Linked DNA regions of Mus musculus: region 2 is linked to region 1. The links are chromatin contacts, called in public HiChIP or PLAC-seq maps. All regions are on one chromosome and are shown on one strand. The core of a region is the stretch at or near the end of the contact, and the rest is flanking DNA. Distances in the headings are between cores, read along the strand shown. Region 1 holds the start of Mtr (5-methyltetrahydrofolate-homocysteine methyltransferase). Region 2 has its middle 16 kb from the start of Heatr1.

Region 1 (3,504 bases), core at 965-3,464:
CTATTTGACATAAATTACATGAATCACAGGTCTCAAGTTTTATTTTTCTTTCAATCCAACACAGCCTACCTACCCTGTGCAACCTCCTGGGAATCCAGTATATCCTCAGACCTTACATCTTCCTCAGGCTCCACCCTATACTGATGCTCCACCTGCATATTCAGAGCTCTATCGTCCAAGCTTTGTTCATCCAGGGGCTGCCACAGTCCCCACCATGTCAGCTGCATTTCCTGGCGCCTCATTGTATCTGCCTATGGCCCAGTCTGTGGCTGTTGGGCCTCTAGGTTCCACAATACCCATGGCTTATTATGCAGTTGGTCCCAACTATTCACCTGGCTCAGCAGTGTTGGTGGAAGGAGGGCATGATGCAGGTGCCAGATTTGGAGCTGGTGCCACCGCTGGCAACATTCCTCCTCCACCTCCTGGATGCCCTCCCAACACTGCTCAGCTCGCAGTCATGCAGGGAGCAAATGTCCCTGTAACTCAGCTCAAGGGAAACTTCTTCATGGGTGGTGTGATGGTTTGTATAACTTGGACCAGGGAGTGGCACCATCTGAAGGTGTGGCCTTCTTGGAATAGGTGTGACCTGCTTGGAATGGGTGTGTCACTGTGGGTGTGGGTATAAGATCCTCACCCTAGTTGCCTGGAAGTCAGTCTTCCACTAGCAGCCTTTGGATGAAGACATAGAACTCTCAGCTCCTCCTGCCCCATGCCTGCCTGCATACTGCCATGCTCCCACTTTGATGATAATGGACTGAACCTCTGAACCTGTAAGCCAGGCCCAGTTAAATGTTGTTTTTTATAAGACTTGCCTTGGTCATGGTGTCTGTTCACAGCAGTAAAACCCTAACTAAGACAGGTGGCTACACCATGTGGTGAGGAACCATGGTCACTCCTGTGCCAGGGAAGACATCTCATACCTTCAGCACTTCTCACAATGTAACTGCTTTAGTCATATTCACCTGAAGTTGCAGTTTAGACACATGTTTTTGGGGTGTCTTTCTGGTGTCAAAACTTTTGAGGCACTTTTCAAATTTAATAAGGAACCATGTAAGGGTAGCAGCCCCTCCCTAAAGCATTCTGAGGTAGGGGGTATCCATTCTTCAAATGAATGTGAGTGAAGCAGCCCAAGGTGCTTCCTTAATTCCTCTGGAGTGATGCTGTGCCATGCTGGTCTTTGCTTCTAGTAATAAAACATCAAATTAGGTTTGGAGGGAACTTTGATCTTCCTAAGGGAAAAAAATGTTATGTTTTATTTGTGTATTTCCTCTGACTAAAAAAAATATACCCTTCCTTTAAGACCCAACTACTTTGTTTGTTTGTGTGTGTGTGCGTGTGTGCATTGTATGCATGTCTGTGTGCTAAGATAAATGAGCTCCTGTATTGCAGAGCCCAAAGGAGACCATCTGTATTCTCCTTTCTCACTATCCACCTTATTTCTTTAGCCAGGATTGTTTTCTGAACCTGTAGCTCACTGGCTTTTCATTCAGACTGGCAGCTAGCAAAACCCAGGAATCTTCCCGTCTCTGCCCCAGATACTTATTTGCCTTAGAATACCATAAACCCTTTGGGATGTTTCCTACTTTCTTCTTTCCATGTTTAATTATTTGTGCAAGTTCTTACTGGCCCACTTGTGCTATCCAAGTGTGTATCTCAACTTGAGTGTTTTACTCAGTAAATGTTTAGTATCAGTGTGGCCATTAGCATCTATAGTGCCTCATAATTTCCATAGTGTACTCACGGGTTCTTTTTTTAACCCCTGTTGCAAGCCTATAAATTAATAGTCACTTTCATTCTAGTCTTTCTTTTCTGTGGATGAGGGAGACAAGATATTTAGTGTCTGCAAAACTAAGCTACAATTAATTTTCTGACTTCAGATTCCTGGCCCTTGATACTCCACCACTGATGAGAGCCAATACTATAGTATGAATTTTTCGACTAGAACTTGGAGAGGTCTTTGGGAACCATTTCCAGAACTCAGGGAAGAGACGCTCTGGTCTCCATAGGGACCCAGTACTCAGGACTACATCTCCCATAGGGCCACGGAGCAAAGCCTCCGGCGATTGGGTAACGACCAACAGCCTATACACGGCGGCGAGGAGCTGTTGAGGGCCAATCACATGCCGGGAAGGGGGCGGGCCCTCCTGCCGGAGGCTAGATTGAGCGGAGAGCTAACGGCGCAGTGGCGGCGGCGGCCGTCTCTACGTCGTCAATTCCTTTAGTCTGTCGCTGCGGCCTTGCTCTGTAGCGGGGAGCTCTGCGCTTGGGAGTTCCGTAAGAAGCGCGTGCCCGAGGCACGGTACCCGGAGGCCCGGTGTGTCGGCTCTGGAGCTTCGGGGATCTTGTCAGTTCGTCAGGCCAGAAAACGCTGGCTGGAGCCGCCCGCGGTGGAATTCTTTGGAGATCAAGCCTTCCCTGCTTGAGGAGGACTCTTGGCGGCGCGTCGCCTGCGCTGTTGTCACTCGGTAACTCCTCCATCCAGGTCTAGCGGTTCTGTGGGTGCCTCGGCTCTCCAGGAGTTTCTCCTTCGGAGACCCAGCCTGGAGTTCGGGGGGGACGCGGTCCTTGCTGGGTCTCTTTCTTCACTCACCCGCACACGCTCGGTCCGGTGGCGGAGCGACGAGCGCTGCCTTTAGCGCTGCAACTTCTAGCAACAACTTCCCGCGGGGCTCCTGGGAAGTTCTGCATGATATAACTGTATTCAGTAAATGTTTACGGAAAGCTGTCTGCCCGAGACGAGTTCAGATGCTGGGAGGCCGGTAAGGCAGCCTAGACAGTTGAACCACGTGGGGTTTTAATTTCCTTTTCTACTCTTTACTTTTGGAAACTCTGGCTTTAGCTTGACGGTTGCCTGACTGGACTCTCAGTACCCAGGAGTGGGGATGGAAGGCAGAATAGTAATCGCAAATTACTCGGATATTGGTGGCTCTGGCCTCCACAATGAGAAAAGACACAAAGGGAGTATAATTTCAGTTTTGAGTGTCTTAAAGATTTGGAGAGAGATTCCTATAAGACGTGTGAGTGAGGTAAGACGTAGAGTCGAGAGAATTAGTAATAAGGACATCAGGTTGTGCTTGCCCAGCGGACAGGAAGCTCTGGTTTAGTTAATCCCTAGCTCTGCATAAAGCTAGACTCGAAGGGGTTTACGTCTAAGGCTATTCTCTGGAACACAATGAGTTCTGGACCAGCCTCGGTAACATGAGATCCTGTTTCTTTTTAAGACAGAACAGTGAGTATGGTGTGGCATAGTGTGTAGCCCTAGGAGGAGGGTGAATATCTGACAAATAGGGCTGGTAGAATTGTTCTTGAAACCAGTGGGACATTGCCCGGCAGCACATTGCTGTTGCTATAAAAAAAGATCGCTCTTTTTCATAGAGTTACGGCATGGTTATTTAGTCTTTTAGGGCTTCAGGCTTCTTCCTTTCTTTTTAGAAAAAGAAGAGTAATTGAATATAGTTATTGCTGCAGAAAGCCTCTGAAAATTTAGAATAGATTAAATAGTGA
Region 2 (3,503 bases), core at 20-2,519, 120 kb before region 1:
AGAAGCAAGTTGGGTAGGAAAGGGTTTATTCAGCTTACACTTCCACATTGCTGTTCATGACCAAAGGAAGTCAGGACAGGAACTCACACAAAAAAAGAAAGTTAGCTGAGTATGCCTCTAGCCAGCAAACATAGTTCTCTATGGTTTCTGCTGTACTTCTTCAGCTATAAAGTGAGTTCCTTGGTCAGAGATAATGGAACATCAAACAGGTCTGTATGACCAGCCATTTTTAGTGAACCCTGGCCTAAAGATTTCAGAAAAAACTAAAAGCCATCAGCACTATCATAGCATTCCTTCTGTAATGGTTTGTATATGCTCAGCCCAGGGAGCGGTACTATGAGAAGGTGTGACCCTGTTGGAGTAGGTTTGCTACTGTGGGTGTGGACTTTAAGACCCTCATCCTAGCTGCCTGGAAATCAGTATTTTGCTAGCAGCCTTCAGAGGAAGATGTAGAACTCTCAGCTCCTCCTGCACTATGCCTGCCTGGATGCTGACATGTTCCTGCCTTGATGATAATGGACTGAACCTCAGAACCTGTAAGCCAGCCCTAATTAAATACTGTCCTTATAAGAGTTGCCTTGGTCATGGTGTCTGTTCACAGCAGAAAAGAAAACCCTAACTAAAACATCTTTTTCCCCTTTAGCACATGTCACTCAGCACACTAAATGTACTACCAGACTTGTTTACCATCTGTCCCTCAATACAAAATATAAGCTCTATGCATGCAGAGATCAATGTCTGCCTTTTTCTGTGTCACTTCTGCAGTTTCTGGAACATGTACTGATATATATCAGGTAGTCAATAATTATTCTTTGGATTTCATATCAAGTTGACAAAAGCATTTTATTTTTCCATAGTACAATCCCTCGATACTCTTCCCAGATTGACAAGATGGCACTAAATTACAGAGATGACTCACAATTCTGTATTAATGCTTCAGCCCTTTTAGCAACAAGCAGCAAGTTCTTGATGCTAGGAGAGTAAGACAGAAGGAGCTAGAAAAACAGGGGGGATCCAATGCACAGTCAAAGATTCCACAAGTTCATTTAGAAGTCAATTGATTGGACCTCCTTAAGTTACTTTCAGAGCACTGCTGGGTACAAAGGGGAAACTTCAGAAAAGCCTGAGAAGACTGCAAGGTGCCAGAACCTGAAACCAGATCTGCCCCATGAGAAAGGCTAGGCCTGGAAGGACAGGAACAGGTCCTTTGAATGCCAAGGGCATTCAGTGCATCTGAGGATATGTTGTACTGAAGACAGGGACATCAGAGAGGGTTATAGAGGGCCCAGAGGAAATGATGTAACTCTGTGAGGAAGTAGACATCAAGCACTCACTATCTAAGAGTGACGATAATTAGAAGATAAGCTTGTCAAAAACACCAAAAAGAGACATAAAGAGAGGATGCTAAGTATGTAGCTCAGTTGGTAGAGTGCTTGCCTAGCATGTATGAGACTCAGAATACAGTCCCCATCCCTGCATTTAACAGGCATGTTAAATGCACACCTAAAATCCAACACTTGGGAGTTAAAGACAGGAGGATCCAAAGTTCAAGAACATCTTTAGCTACATAGTGAGTTTAAGGCCAGCTTGGGATACACGGAACCCTAACAAAAACCAAAAACAAACAGAACAAAAATATATGAGGATGAGCTAGAGGATATGGAAAATTGTTATATATAAAGTTTATATATGTGATAAATAACTCATAATGAGAATATTTTAAAAGTTGTTCCAAAACTACATATATTTATATGTGTTACAGTTTTACTGCTGAGAACAGACACCATGACCAAGGCAACTCTTAGAAGGACAACATTTAATTGGGCTGGCTTACAGGTTCAGAGGTTCAGTCCATTATCATCAAGGCAAGAACATGTCAGCATCAAGGCAGGCAGAGCTGAGAGTTCTACATCTTCATCTGAGGGCTGTTAATGGAAGACTGACTTCCAGGCAGCTAGGATGAAAGTCTTAAAGCCCATGCCAACAGTGACACATCTACTCCAACAAGGCCACACCTCCAAATAGTGCCACTCCTTAGGCCAAGCATATTCAAACCATGGCAGTATGTGTATGCAATATATGCATGTGTATGTATGTATGTATGTATGTATGTATATGTGTCTATATGCAAGGGGGTGTAGTAAAGAAACTACAAAATGGCTACTCTGTTATTAGGGTGGAAGGTTTTTTTTTTTTTTTTTTTTTTTTTTGTCCTGGTGCTGGTATTTTATTTCTTTGTGTACATTAGGCCATGAATTCGTATGGAATGGGCTCCAACAGCTCAGGCTCTTTTCCGTTAGTCCTCACAAAGTGTGCTTCTCTGGGTGGCACAGGCTGGTGCTTCAGCTGCACCCAGGTGCCCTTCTCTTTGGCTTCCTTTTTCTTCTGGTCCTTCTCCTTCACCTGCTTCAGGAAGCTGTCTCTGCTCTTTGAGTGCTTGATATGCTCAATCCATACGTTGATCCTCTTGGCCAGAATTTTGCCCTTAACCTGCTTGTTAACAATGATGCCCACGGCATGCTGGGTGACATTGTAGACTCTTCCGGTTTTGCCGTGGTAGCACTTATGGGGCATTCCTTTTTGAACAGTGCCCGCTCCCTTGATGTCTACAATATCACCCTTCTTGTAGATTCGCACGTATGTGGCCAAAGGAACAATGCCATGTTTCCTAAAAGGCCTAGAGAACATGTACCAGGTGCCTCTCCTCTTTCTCTTTGTGTTCGTCATTTTGGCAAGTTACTGGAAGATGGCTGCGGCGGCAGGGTGGAAGGTTTTATTGTGAGTAAGAGAGAGACAGCATCCAGAGGTTTCTGGAAGAGTCCAGAGCAGAGAAAATAAAAAACCAGACTGGACATGGCTAGGGCTAGGAAAGTGGGGCATGGAAAGATATGAGGTACAAAGTGGGTGAGTAGCTGTGGGGAGGGAAGTCTGTGAGCTAGAGCAGGCCTGGGAGTATAGGAAAGAAGTGGTGGGGCTGGTGAATAGGGACTACAGGAGCCTGGAGGCTAGAATGGACTTCGATGTGCTGATAGGCACCACAGTTATATGTCATTGGAGAGCCATATATTTCTTCTGCCAGAGGCGAGGAAAGTGATTCCTTTTGTCAGTTAGAAAAAAGTTCCTGGGGAATGTTGGCTTTTAACAAACCACCAGAAATCCTTCTATAGTCCATTTTGAGCTCAGTTCTGCATACATGCATTTCCCAAGACCTAATCAAACACGCTCATTTCTACACCAGAAGAAAAATGAGCACAAACCTGAACTGTCATTAAAGCAACAACAGTGATGTTATCCACATTAGGGGTAGCCTATCAATCAAAGCCATTGTGAGGTTTCGCCACACAGTACCAGCAAGGCTGATACAAGAGAGACTGTCAGGGTCTGAGGGTGGACCTCAGTGCTCATCTAGCATGCATGAGATCTTTAGTTTCATCCCCAGTAGGGGCAGAGAGAAAGAGAGGACAGGAGAGAGGAAGAGACAGACAGACAGACAATCATGATTA

What was found. HiChIP or PLAC-seq counts read pairs in DNA pulled down with a chosen protein or histone mark.
Region 2: an H3K4me3 HiChIP or PLAC-seq map of the SCID.adh cell line shows a contact between it and region 1, with 13 read pairs. The contact joins the enhancer-like site here to the promoter of Mtr in region 1. A contact is called at or near these places in 7 of 39 promoter capture datasets (the 3T3-L1 cell line, embryonic stem cells, frontonasal cranial neural crest and 3 more), 1 of 15 datasets of contacts at CTCF or cohesin (embryonic stem cells), 6 of 484 Hi-C or Micro-C datasets (CD8 T cells, macrophages, natural killer cells and 1 more), 18 of 115 datasets of contacts at active chromatin or transcription factors (the 230-238 cell line, the NIH/3T3 cell line, the SCID.adh cell line and 14 more) and 3 of 9 other capture datasets (adipose tissue, liver and pancreatic islet).

The regions. Positions count from the first base shown.
Region 1 is chr13:12,256,823-12,260,326 of GRCm38.p6, reverse strand. It overlaps Mtr (5-methyltetrahydrofolate-homocysteine methyltransferase), which reads left to right and starts at 2,214. Exons shown (of 33, transcript NM_001081128.3): 1 at 2,214-2,465.
Region 2 is chr13:12,377,382-12,380,884 of GRCm38.p6, reverse strand. It overlaps the pseudogene Gm5445. Among named protein-coding and RNA genes, the nearest start is that of Heatr1, 16 kb to the left of the region's middle. Within about 2 kb of position 1,269, at least 8 of the 459 cell types and tissues checked have an H3K27ac peak or open chromatin away from gene starts, as enhancers often do. A contact at or near this core is called in the SCID.adh cell line and T-cell acute lymphoblastic leukemia, where this site is marked.